Regions from separate parts of the Rattus norvegicus genome. Here region 1 is linked to region 2. A link is a contact called in public Hi-C data. All regions are on one chromosome and are shown on one strand. The core of a region is the stretch at or near the end of the contact, and the rest is flanking DNA. Distances in the headings are between cores, read along the strand shown. Region 1 has its middle 29 kb from the start of Sod2. Region 2 holds the start of Fndc1 (fibronectin type III domain containing 1).

What was found. Hi-C and Micro-C count contacts between places; a contact is called where the count stands out from the background.
Region 1: a contact with region 2 is called in a Hi-C map of Schwann cells, with 4 times the contacts expected there. The contact joins the enhancer-like site here to the promoter of Fndc1 in region 2. A contact is called at or near these places in 12 of 12 Hi-C or Micro-C datasets (the A7r5 cell line, the Rat2 cell line, Schwann cells and 7 more) and 1 of 1 datasets of contacts at active chromatin or transcription factors (oligodendrocytes).

What each region holds. Positions count from the first base shown.
Region 1 is chr1:50,018,101-50,024,588 of GRCr8, reverse strand. No RefSeq gene overlaps it. Among named protein-coding and RNA genes, the nearest start is that of Sod2, 29 kb to the left of the region's middle. Within about 2 kb of position 3,633, at least 1 of the 93 cell types and tissues checked has an H3K27ac peak or open chromatin away from gene starts, as enhancers often do. A contact at or near this core is called in Schwann cells, where this site is marked.
Region 2 is chr1:49,684,656-49,690,585 of GRCr8, reverse strand. It overlaps Fndc1 (fibronectin type III domain containing 1), which reads right to left and starts at 3,730. Exons shown (of 23, transcript NM_001412560.1): 1 at 3,432-3,730. The coding sequence starts at 3,531.

The DNA.
Region 1 (6,488 bases), core at 2,384-4,883, 330 kb before region 2:
GTCATCAGGGAAATGCAAATCAAAACAACACTGAGATTCCACCTCACACCAGTCAGAGTGGCTAAGGTAAAAAACCCAGGTGACAGCAGATACTGGTGAGGATGTGGAGAAAGAGGAACACTCCTCCATTGTTGGTGGGATTGCAGACTGGTACAACCCCTCTGGAAATCAGCCTGGAGGTTCCTTAGAAAATTGGATATTCCACTACCTGAGGGCCCAGCTATATCTCTCTTGGGCATATACCCAAAAGATACTCCAACATACAACAAAGACACATGCTCCACTATGTTCATAGCAACCTTTTTTTTTTTAATAATAGCCAGAAGCTGGAAAGAACCCAGATGCCCTTCAACAGAGGAATGGATTAAAAAAATGTGGTACATCTACACAATGGAGTACTACTCAGCTATTGAAAACAATGACTTCATGAAATTCATAGGCAAATGGAATGAGCTACAAAATATCATCCTGAGTGAGGTTACTCAATCACAGAAAAACACACTTGGTATACTCATGATAAGTGGATATTAGCCAAAAAGCTCAAATTACCCAAGATGCAACTACAGTCCACAGGAAGTTCAAGAAGAAGGATGACCAAAATGCAGATGCTCCCACTCCTTAAAAGGGGGAAAATATTCATAGGAGGGGATATGGAAGCAAAATTTAGAGCAGCGACTGAAGGAATGGCCATTCAGAGCCCGACACACATGTGGCCCTTATATATACAGCCACCAAAACTGGATAAGATTGATGAAGCTAGAAAATGCATGCTGAAAGGGACCAGATAAAGATCTCTCCTGACAGACACATCCAGCGCATGTCCAATACAGAGGTCAATGCTAGCAGCAAACAGGACCCCCTTTGGGGGAATTAGAGGAAGGATTGAAAGAGTTGAAGGAGCTTGCAACCCCATAAAAACAACAATGCCAACCAACCAGAGCTTCCAGGGACTAAACCACTACCGAAAGACTACACATGGACTGACCCAGGGCTCCAACTGCATGTGTAGCAGAGAATAGCCTTGTTGGGGAGCAGTGGAATGGAAAGCCCTTGCTCTTGCCAAGGTTGGACCCCCAGTGCAGGGGAATATGGGGGAGCACAATAAGGGGGATGTATAGGGGGAATACCCATATGGGGGAGGGGGAGGGGAGGGAATGGGGGCTTATGGACAGAAAACCGGGAAGGGGAATAACCTTTGAAATGTAAGTAAAGAAATATATAATAAAAAATTAGAAAAGAATAATCATCGAAAAGCCATTATAAAAAAAAAAAGAAGGTGATGGAAAACAACTTTTAGGTAACATTGAGATATAAGATATAAGACCATACCATCATCCGGACTGCAAGTAGCTGTCTGGGCATATACATAAGCATCTGAATACACAGTATACAAAACCATCCCCCAACACTCCATTCGCAATGTTAAATTGTACACAATCCTGACATCAACAAAGAACAGAACTGTTTTATAGTTCAACTACAGGACAAAAACCAAATATGAAACTTGGTTTCATATTCTCTACCTATGACCTCTTGGTGATACCCACAGCTCGTGGTGAAGTGTAACCTAGAGGGAAGCTTTGAATTAAGCACAAACTGGCCCCGGCAGGGATGTGACTCACAGAGAGCACTGGAGTCAGTCAGAAATGTGGCTGAGAGCCCTTCAGTCGTTGGAGAGTGGAGGTTCAGCTCACCCAGTGCAAGAAGTACACACTTGAGAGCAACCCTGTGTGACCTGTGTGTGGCTGCCCTTGTTTGTAACTATGGCTTTTAGCTGGCTGTAAAACAAAGCTTTCAGGTGCTCCAACTGTGCAGCTAACCTTGCTGTGGGTGACATCTCTGGCCTGTGGCTTTACGGTAGCAGCTGCATGCCTGGGCTCCTTTTCCGTGATTGGAAGGTAACTTCTACCACATTTTAGTTGGACCTGACTGACCTTCTGATGTCAGGAGGCCACAGACTTCCACCTCGGATTGTTTTCTGAATTCCCATCCTGAGAAGAACAGTGAAGACTAGTTACGACGATTAGGTCACTGGCCATCCGCTGCCAAGTACCTCATCCCATGATATCCTTGAACCTTATCCTTGGCAAAGCCAACTTCGGACTCTGTTACCTGTCTCCATGGTTGGCTACTTTGCGAATCAACTCTGTTATGCAAAGCCCTCCACCTCAGTGATTGATGGGCAGAACAGGCCTGATTCAGGAGTGTACAAAGTGGGTAATATGTAGGGAAACACCAAGTGGCGTTGTGCTTTGCTCAGTGCGCTTAAAGGCGCCACCAGCTGACACTCACACAAAGTGTCCTTCTCCTTACTGGGAATCAGCTATATTACCCTTCACTGAAACCCTCTTGTCTGTCTTCTGCAATCATCTAATCCTGAAAGCCCTAAAGCAAAAGCAAAGACAGAGAAAGAACTATAGAAAAATGGGAAACTTGTGGGACCCACTGGCATGTGCTTGTAGTCCCAGCTGTTTTGAAGGCCAAGGCAGGGCTTGCTTGGGCCCAGAACAACCTGGGCAGTATAGTGAGACCCTCAACATAACTTCTACCACCATTAGACCAAACGACATCATGAGGAGAAGCAGAAAACTTTTTGTTTCCTCTCCCTCTGTTCCTTTCTGTCTCCTTTCACCTTCCTTCCTTCCTTCCTTTTTTTCTTCCTTTCTTTCTTTCTTTCTTTCTTTCTTTCTTTCTTTCTTTCTTTCTTTCTTTCTTCCTGTCTGTCTGTCTGTCTGTCTCTCTCTCTCTCTCTTACTTCCCCCTTTCCCTCCATCCCTGACTTCCCACCTTCACTTTGAGATGGGCTTTTATAACCCCAGGCCATTCTTGAATTCTCTATTTTTTTCAAGAATGATCTTGAACTCCTAATCTTCTTGCCTCTACTTCCCAACTGCTGGGAGGACAGGTGTGCATGGCCACGCCCAGATTCTTGTTCATTCATTTATTTATTTTTCCATAAGCATTGACTTTGTCTATGGAAACGAATTAACCATGAGCATAGTTACACGTTTATCTATATACTTCTATTGCAATAAGATGTGCCATTATCAACTGCCGCGATCAGAATACATTAAGCATCTTGCTAAGGTGATAGATGCAGATGGACAGCTGCAATTCTGTGTTGTAGATCATAGCATGATGGATACCATGGAGGCCCATCTCCTTGGCATAGATTGCTGCCTGGGTATGGTGGCTCTGGGCCACAGCATGGTGTGGGTGAGGCCAGAGCTATAAGCTCTCTCTATCTCTGCACGGCCATCAGTTTTGCTCTGTCTAACACACATATCCAAGACACTGCATTGGCCCAGCTTCCTAGGGAATACAGGCCACTTTTCATTGCATGAAGTAGGTTAGCGTCATGGACTTCCACGAGGCCCGTGTGCTTGATGCCACACAATGACTGATCTGTTTTTGGATGGCTTCAACAAACAAAATGTCTGGTTGTTTACTTTCTTGGGGAGAAGGCTGCTGGCCAGGATGAAACTATCTCCTGTATATTTTATTCAATTAGACTTTGGGCTCCGGCTTTGATAAGCATCTTGTGTTAGGCTCAGTGTGTCTCTGACTGTGTGACAGAGAGGGACATCACAATGGCTGCTGCCACAAACAAGGATGAAACCAGTGTGCGTGTGGGAGTGGGAGGAAACCACAGGCCTGTGCTATGGTCCTAGCAGGAGAATGCAGGAGCACGATGACAGGCCTCAGGATAAGAAGTCAGTCTTTTTATTTCCATTTGGTCCATTGCCACAGTTCCTTTCTCTGAGGGCTGAGAAGATCCGTTCTGTGATTTGGAACCGTGAAGACAGCCTAGATGGATAAACTCTTTGGCCATCATACCTCTATGTCTTGAAGCTGTGGGCCCAACTGTGTACCCTTGGCTCAGTAATAAAATTGCTGAGTTGTGAGAGAAGCTGTTTTAGTTTTATAAGATGGGGCCAACTTGTAGTTCTTAGAAATTCACCAAGGATTGTATGATTCTTATTTCTCAACATCCTTTCCTCTTCCCCTCCACCACTGATTGATCTTCTCTAGGGAGATATTGACAAATATCTATTCACTCCAGATAGGGTGCCGACAACAGGCCATGGAATGATTCCACCCAAGTCTAGCTTTGTGAACCAGTGAGTTTATTAGTGTTACTTACAAGGGATGAATGAGGTGTGACTGACAGGAACATGGATAGCTCAAAGGCAGCTGCATCATGGGCTAGCCTACCCAGCATGGATGACGTCATGGAATAGCACTCCCCTCCCACATATTCTGTATGGATGGCGATTTATAAAAACTGTATACCTGGACCATCCTGCACTTTTTAGGCATCTCAGTGGATCACAGTCAGGTCTCCCCACTAATTATTACTGATATATATATATATATATATATATATATATATATATATATATCTCCCAGGGAGGAATGGATCTTGTGAATCTTACAACTTCTGGGAACTCCTGGCCTTGTAGATTTCATTTACTTCCTGGGCCTTGCATGTTTCATCTATTTTCTGAGCCTATGAGCCTCAGTCCTCCTCCTCCCCTCCTCCCTCCTCCCTCTAGGAGGAGATAGTTGCACAGCACTCCACCCCTTTCTCCATTCTTATATTCTTTTGGTTTTCTTTTATACAATGTTCTCTGATCCTTGAGGAAGCAATATTACCTGATTATGTCATTCCTTCGATGGGTAAAGCACTGAGTAACTATTTCATAACAAGTCATTTTTTTTAAGACCTTGAGGAGTCTCTGAAGTATACCAACCACTGCAAAAAGAAGTCTTTCTCCTTGACCAGCTGCTAGCAGCAGAAATCCAAGGGTATAAACAGAAATATTTAGAAGACAATTAGATAGGCCTATCATCCGTTTAACAAAACAATATCACTGGCTACCCCACTGGGCCCATGAGCCTCTGTATTAGTCAGGGTTCTCCAGAGTCACAGAACTTATGAAATGTCTCTCTATATTGAGGAAATTTATTGTGAAGACTTGCAATCTGTACTCCAATTAATCCAGCTGTGGATGGGAAATACAAGTATCTAGGTGTTGCTCAGTCCTATGAGGCTAGTTGTTTCAGCTGGTCTTTTATAGGTTCCAACAGATGTGCTGGCAAGTAAGTGCAAGCAGTGGAAGAAGAGTGAATCTTCCTTCTTCCAATGTCCTTATGTAGGTCTCAGCAGAAGGTGTGACCCAGATTAAAGGTATGTATCACTATGCCTGGATCTGGAACTTGCTTTGTCCCAGGCTGACCTTGAACTCAAAGATCTCCTCGTCTCAGTCTCTTGTGATTAAAAGTGTAGATCTACTACCTTAGCCTGGGCCTAAGCTTTTCATGGCCACTATGCCTCAACATCTCCATGCCAAGATCCAGGTCAGAAATGTGTGTCTTCCAGCCTCAAGATCTGGATCGCAGGTTTGTCTTCATTCCAGGATTGTAAGTCATTCCAGATATAGTCAAGTTGACAACCAGAAATAGCCATTAGAGCCTCCAACCATAGGCTTTTGCTCTGGTATACAGTTATAGATATGAATGCGAAATGGTTGTTAAACTCAAGAAATCACCTGGTTGCTCCTGTCACAACCCAGATATCAACAGTTGCCACTATTGTAACCAGTGGGCACACCTTACTTAACATGTTAGAATCTGTAGTTGAACAGGATGAATGGTGACAGCCCACCTCCCCTCCCCCTGCCCCCAACTCCCACAGCACCTTCCAGCACCATGAAAGCCAGCCAGAAAAAGGAGCAAACTAAACCTGACTTCTCCATGTTCTAAAGCCACAGCGTGAAATGTCTTCAGTAACAAGCGCTCATCATCCAGTTCTTGCATGCAACCAGAAATAGTGTAATAGCTTCTTGGTTTCTGGTAGCCCACCGTCCAACAATCTTCACCATCGACACTCAGCAGTGCTGTTTCCTACTCATGCAGAGTGCCATCATTTGACCCCTGAACTGCTCTTCTGTATGCCCGTAAGACAGTTGTATCTAAAGAAACATTTTTTTACAGAGGTTGGGCAGATCTCTGAGGTTCACCACTGCCATCTCCAAGCCAGTGCCAATTAGTGTTGGACAGCTAAGGGGTACCAGAAAAGCAGTGTGAACAAGCTCCAACCTAGCACCAGGCAGTCACGTCACTAGTCTCAGCTTCTTCAACCAGGGACAGTGATGGGGAAACTATCCTGTCTGGGCCTCCACAACCCCCAGTCATTTTCAGTGAGCTATTGACCTCATCAGTTCTGAGGCAGAGCTGCTATGCGTCCACCCACCTCAGTGGTCTTAGTGGGGCTAACTTGCGCTGCTCAGCCTGGCTCAGGCCCATAGGCCTATGCTGTAGCGGCTGTGCTTTCTGCTAGAGCTGGGACTTTGCTTCTGACAGATAGGATCCAGGCCAGCACCATGGGTCTTGCCTTTCCACTAATCTGTATCTGGCTGTCAAAATGTCCCCAGGCTGGGGTATCATTTTTGTTTTCTCGAAGGAGAGGAACATAGGCTGAACTT
Region 2 (5,930 bases), core at 2,481-4,980:
AGAGGGTCTCACTGACCACATCTACCCACAAATACAGACAGCCAGTAGAGAGGTCATGAAGACGTTAAGACTCTGCCTCAGGTGTCTGGACTTCTAATTTCCATTCACCCGTGTATCCCAGGAGCTGTAAAAAAAACTCTGTGGCCTCTGGATCCCTTTCTACCTTTAAACTTACAAGGTTCCCATAAAAGTTATACTTCAATGGGGAGTCTGCCATCTATCTTTCCTTACTATACTAGGGATTATGCTAATTTAACAATTAATTCATTTATAATGAGGGTATAACTCAGGAGCAGTGTGTCTAGCATGTACAAGGCCCTGTGAACAGTTCAAGATAGACAGTAGATTATGTGTGTGCATGCATATGTGCCTGTGTGTATACATGCATATGTGCGTTGCGTGTGCGTTTGTGTGCCTGTGTGTGCATTGTGTGTGTAAGTGTGCTGTGTATTCACACATGCCCTGGCATATGCACATGTAAGTGCACACTTGCACATGGAGGCCGGAAGATGGTCTTGGGAAGACTGATCTCGTGCTCTACCTTATCGGGATGGAGTCTCTTTTGTTTCTGTCGCTGCCTTGTGCATTCCTGAGCACCTGACTTACAACCGTAAGTAACTTGAAGGCTCTCCCATCTCCACCTCCCATCTTTCTTGCTACAGGAGCTCTGGTTTTGCAGATGCTTGCCACCATGTTGGGCCCCTGTATACACTATTTTGTGTGATCGCTATTTGGACTCACTGTGTTTCATCGTGTGACATTTCGAAGGCACATTTTCATTCATATTGCTATTAAAACCACATTCATTCCTGTCACTGTTGCCATTGGAAAGGTTTCTACTACAGAGAAGCGTTTCAAACCTACCAGGGGAGAGACAGCTTAGCTGCCTTCAAGCTCAAGAAACTCAAGTTGCATCACTGACAAGAAATTCGTGCAATTACTTTAGCAGAGGCACCAGGCTCACTTTGCTCATTTTTTGAAGGAAAAAAACTGTACGGGAACTATTCAAGTCAGCAGCTAGAGTTTGTCTGTAGACTTTTTTTTTAAAAGTAAATACTACATTCCACTTAGAAAGCAAGCTACTCAAGTGCTGACTGGGAGTCCCACAGGTGTTTATCCCTGGGGTTAAACACTTAGTGTTTTCAGTGTCCAAGCCTTGGACCCTGTCAGGTACCATCTATTATACCCAGCAAGCTTTTACACCATTCAGGTGAATATCGATGCAGGAAAGAGGCCAAGAGTGAACTCATATTACTTTGAGGATAGCTTTGACCTTGTGGACTTAGTTAAAAAGATCTTTAGCTTTTTTAGAAGAAACTAAAGATGGCCCCTAGCCATCCCTGGGTGTCTGCTGTAAGTGCATGGATGGCTTCGGTCCTATGGACTTGGGTGCACCCGTTACTTTTTTTTTTCTGGAGCTGGGGACCAAACCCAGGGCCTTGCGCTTGCTAGGCAAGTGCTCTACCACTGAGCTAAATCCCCAACCCCTGCACCCCTGTTACTTTAATGTTTGCCTAGTAACCTATGGTAGTGATGGGGGGGGGCATCACCTGCTACTTTGTTCTTTTTAATCTGTCCCAAGATGAGAGTCTTCCATGTGTGCTACAAGAAGAATGCCTGTGGCTCTGGGTAATTTGCCTTTCAGAAATGCTGGACCCAAAAGAGGAGGGACGGGGCGGACAGCTGCCACTCGCAGGAATCATGAATTACGTCTGCCCGAGGCTTTGCCCCACCAGACACAAATCCAAGCAGCTGCTGCAAACTGCGAACGGCAAGACAGACAGACAGGAAGGCTCCTCAAGGAGCCCATGGAATAAATTACATGCTGCTTCGTGATTTCTTCCCCGGCGCAGGAGCTATCTGCAAGCTGCTATGCCCACTTCTTCCCTTCCCTAATTGAACTTAAGTACGGTAAATAGGCACTTGGAGATGTGCTTGTCTCCTTTGTCCATTTCTAGTCTGGTCATCATTTTACTGCAGATCCCACGTCAACGCAGTAGAGGGAAGTGCCAACACGTCTTCCAGTTCCAACATTCCGAAGTGCAGGGATTTGCAGAGCAGAGAGCGAGAGAAAGAGCGAGAGAAAGAGCGGCCACTGGCAACACTGCCCAACCCATGAGGAGCACAAACAGCCCTGCCTTCCCACACTCACAAGCAGAACCCATCCTAAGTTGACTGTGGACTCAGAAAGGAAGGAGGGAGGCTGGAACCATCACAAAGCTCACTTACCAGTGCCCCACTCTCAGATCGCTTTCTGTAACAAGAACTCAGAGCCCCGAACACTTTAGCTTAGAAAGAGCGAGGCTGTGGGACTGTAGGTGGGGAGACGGGAAACTAGAAGAGACTCATTCCATCAGGCGTTGTATAAAATATGAAGTGAATGCTTGCCTCGAGATCACAAACAGAAGAGAAAAGGCCCCTGCTTCTGTATGACCCTTTTACAAAAGGGAAACTCACCGTCAGAGCATCAGACACTACCAGGCAATATGCATGACAACGACCAAAGAGGTCACCGAGGTCTCTCCCTTTATCCTTATGGGGAGATCAATGCAGAAACCAGCATACAAAACTAGTAGCGCTTGTTGGAAAAGAAGTTTGTCTTGTTTTGAGCCCTGATGGAAATGAGCAATACGAGAAAGGGTGGGGTGGGGGAGTCCACTTTTTAGTTCCTACAAATAGAGGACATAAATAAAAGCCACCGTTCCCAAGTGTGGAAACGCATGCATGCTAGAAACCAAGACGCAAGGACATAGGGATGAGAGCCCACTACTGACTGACCATCTAGGTGAAACACTCAAGAAAACAGGAGCCAGCCAAGCCTCTTGTGCAAAGCAAGGGTCCATTCAGGCTGCAGCCTGACCTTTGGAAAGGGTTAAGTTTTCTGGAACTCACTGACTGCGCGGCTTCCCTCTCCCCTCGAAAGACAAATGTCTTCTTCCAGCTGCAAAGTTCCCAAGGCTGCAAGGACTTCAACAGTTGCAGGTCCTGGAGTACAGTCAGTCAATCCTGCCTCTTAGCTTCCCTCGGAGTTCCCCAGTGACCCTATCCTACATCCAGTCAGGTGAAGAAGATGACAAAAAGATGTTCACCCTCAACCCCGAGAAGAGTTTGACCAAAGAAAGTGCCCCCTACCCCGTGCGATGCCAAAGTCACCTCTCTTTTCCTTTGCCTGGAAAGTGAGGGCACTTAGACAAGTTCCATTTCCCAGTTCTGTTGTGCGGTTGGTGATGACAAGCCCATCTCCCATACTCTGACTGTCCAGTGCCCACACCCAGCGCGTCCTGACACCACTCACAAGGATGCACAGGTTAGTGACAAGACATGCACGCGGGCAACACAGAGCCAGAGCGGGACAGCAGTCCCCAGAGTGACAAGCCAGTGGGCAGAGAAGAGGACAGCGGGACCAACCGCGGAATCCAGAGTGCGCGTACCTGGGGGTCCCGCTGAGGAAGCTACAGGGAGCAGCGCCGCCAGGAGAAGCAGCGCCGCCCTGAGCAGCAGGCGCGGGGACGCCCTGGCCTCGGGGGCCATCGGGAGCCCGGAATGCGTGGGGACCGAGCGTGGGTGGCGGGCAGGGCGCGGACCGCAGTGAGGGAAGTGCAGAGCAACGCGTCGGGTGCCCGTGGCCGGGCGTCCGGTGTCCTGTGCCAGCGGCGCTGCAGCCCCTCGGCGACCGCTCCCGGTCACGCACCGCGGCCGCGCTCCGCCACTGAGGCCACCCGCTGCCCGCAGCGCCTTTTAGCTGCGCTCGGGCGCCCCCTACCGGCGCGCGCGCGACGAGAACCCACGAAGCGGGCGGGGCGCAAGTCCCGGAACCCCACTCGGTTTTTTGTGAAATTAAAAATCTGCACCAGGAAAAGTGACCAGGAAAGTCTCCTCCTTTTGTCTAATTCTCTAATACTTTCTGGCCGGGGAAGTGACCTATTGCAAACAATCGGTGCTAAGACAGGGCGTGAACTTTGTCCCCTTAAACCTCCCAGCCTCTCTGTGTGATTTCATTTTCGGGGACCCAGCCAGGACCCTCCACCCTTTTCTGCACAAGACAGTGGTCTGTGGGCTCGCGGTATACTTCCCACGCAGCCAGAGCGCTTGGGAAAGGGTGATGAACTACACTAGCTGCGGCAGCTCCTGGCTGTCTTTGCGCAGGAGCGCGTGATCCCTCTTGGAACGGAAACAGGCTTTAAGCACGCCGCAAAAGCTGGGCCAAGAACTCATTTGACCTCCCTTTCCGTAATTTAAACAGCGCCTTGGGGTCCCGCTGTGCGGGATAACAGTCTGGGTTTTGGTCCACCCTCAGCTTGAGACACTGGCGAAGTAGGAGCGCCCCTGGAGGCGACAAAGACTCGCGCTAGGGAGGCAGCACTGCAAACCAACCTGATGCCACTGAAAAGCGACAGAATACGGAATCGGATCGCCGACGTGGCAACCCCAAACTTGACCACAACATTAAATAAAGAATGGAAGGATATCAGTGAAACATGGAATCCCTACGGAAACAAAAATAACAAAATCAAGACATCCACACGCTAAGCCCAGGCTGACTGGCACCTCTTCCCTAATCGTGACCTGCAGCGAAGTCTCCAGGTTCCCCCAGGAGGGCTCTCCATTGATCCCCTCTTTAGAGTTCTGGAACATTCTATAGTTAAACAAACACTCTTGCCTCGCTCCTTAGGGCTTTGGTTTGTCTGGCCCCTCACTTTTGTCTCCCCAGCTTGATCTTCCTTCGGGAGTGCCAGGTTCCTTCCACACTCCCCACTCTCTCAAGTGTGTTCCAAGTCTGCTGGTCCAGGGCTCCTGTGGTCAGTTCTAGCTGCTCAGTCAGAGGTAGGAATCTCTCTAGGTGGAACTGATGATAGACTCTTCTCTTCCTCCTCGGTCCATGATGGTGAAGGGCAGAGGCCATGGTTTGCTGAAACTCAGTCCCCAAAAATGTCTGTCCTCATTACTAGAGGCTGTGTGTATTAGGTACCTCACATGGGGGGAAGGTCCGTGGTTCAATCGAGCATTCTCGGGAGTTTAGGCTATGAATGTATCATATGTGCTCATATAAAAAGAAGAGAGGGGCTTGATCTACATATAAGGAAAGACTTGTGACCAGAGAGCATGACAGGAGAGGGAGGCAGTTGAAGGTCAAAGGATACAAGCAGCTACCAGGAACAGGACGAGGCTCTCACCAGGGCCTGTACATAGCCCTGCAGCCTGAGCTGTAAGGCCAGCAGACCTAATTTTAGACCTCTGTCTCCACAACTGCAACAAAAGAAACTTCCAAAGTTTATGCCACCCACCCAGTGTGCTTTGTTACAGTGGCCAGAGAAGTCTAATAGAGTAGCCAAAATGAGCCATGGCTCTGGTTCCAAGAGATGCAGCCTGAAAGAAGGAAATCTCCTAGACAAGCCACCCAACAGGGACAGGGTGCTGGGCTCAGAACTCCCAGCAGGAGAGAGAGAAACCAGGGCGAGGCTCCAATAACCCCTCGGGGAAAGACTGGGGCACGCAGCTGGGAGATCAGTAGGGCATGAGAGCCAGACACATCCTAGGATCATCTGGAAACAATGGCTAGGAAGACTGATGGGCTGTGAAGAAAAGAGATTGGCAGGGAGCAGCGGCATGCTGTCCTCAGCCTACTCTGTAGGACTTTTGTAACTTCAAGATGTCATTCCTTAGTTTAGAGTCAACAAAATTATCCCATGGGATTACCTCAGCAGGCAGTGGGTCCCTTCTGTTAGCTTGAGACACATACTCACTTACCTCCCACCCCGTAAGGTGGCTCATTAGAGTAACAGCCTTATGTGGACTCTTCAGAAAGCATGGGATAAACCAAGGGCCAGGGTTAGAGTCTGGACCTCCAAACAGAAGTCAGCAAACTGCTGGACATCCAATGACGTAACCAATGTTTACATGTCCCAGGGTTACAGGCTCATAACACCACA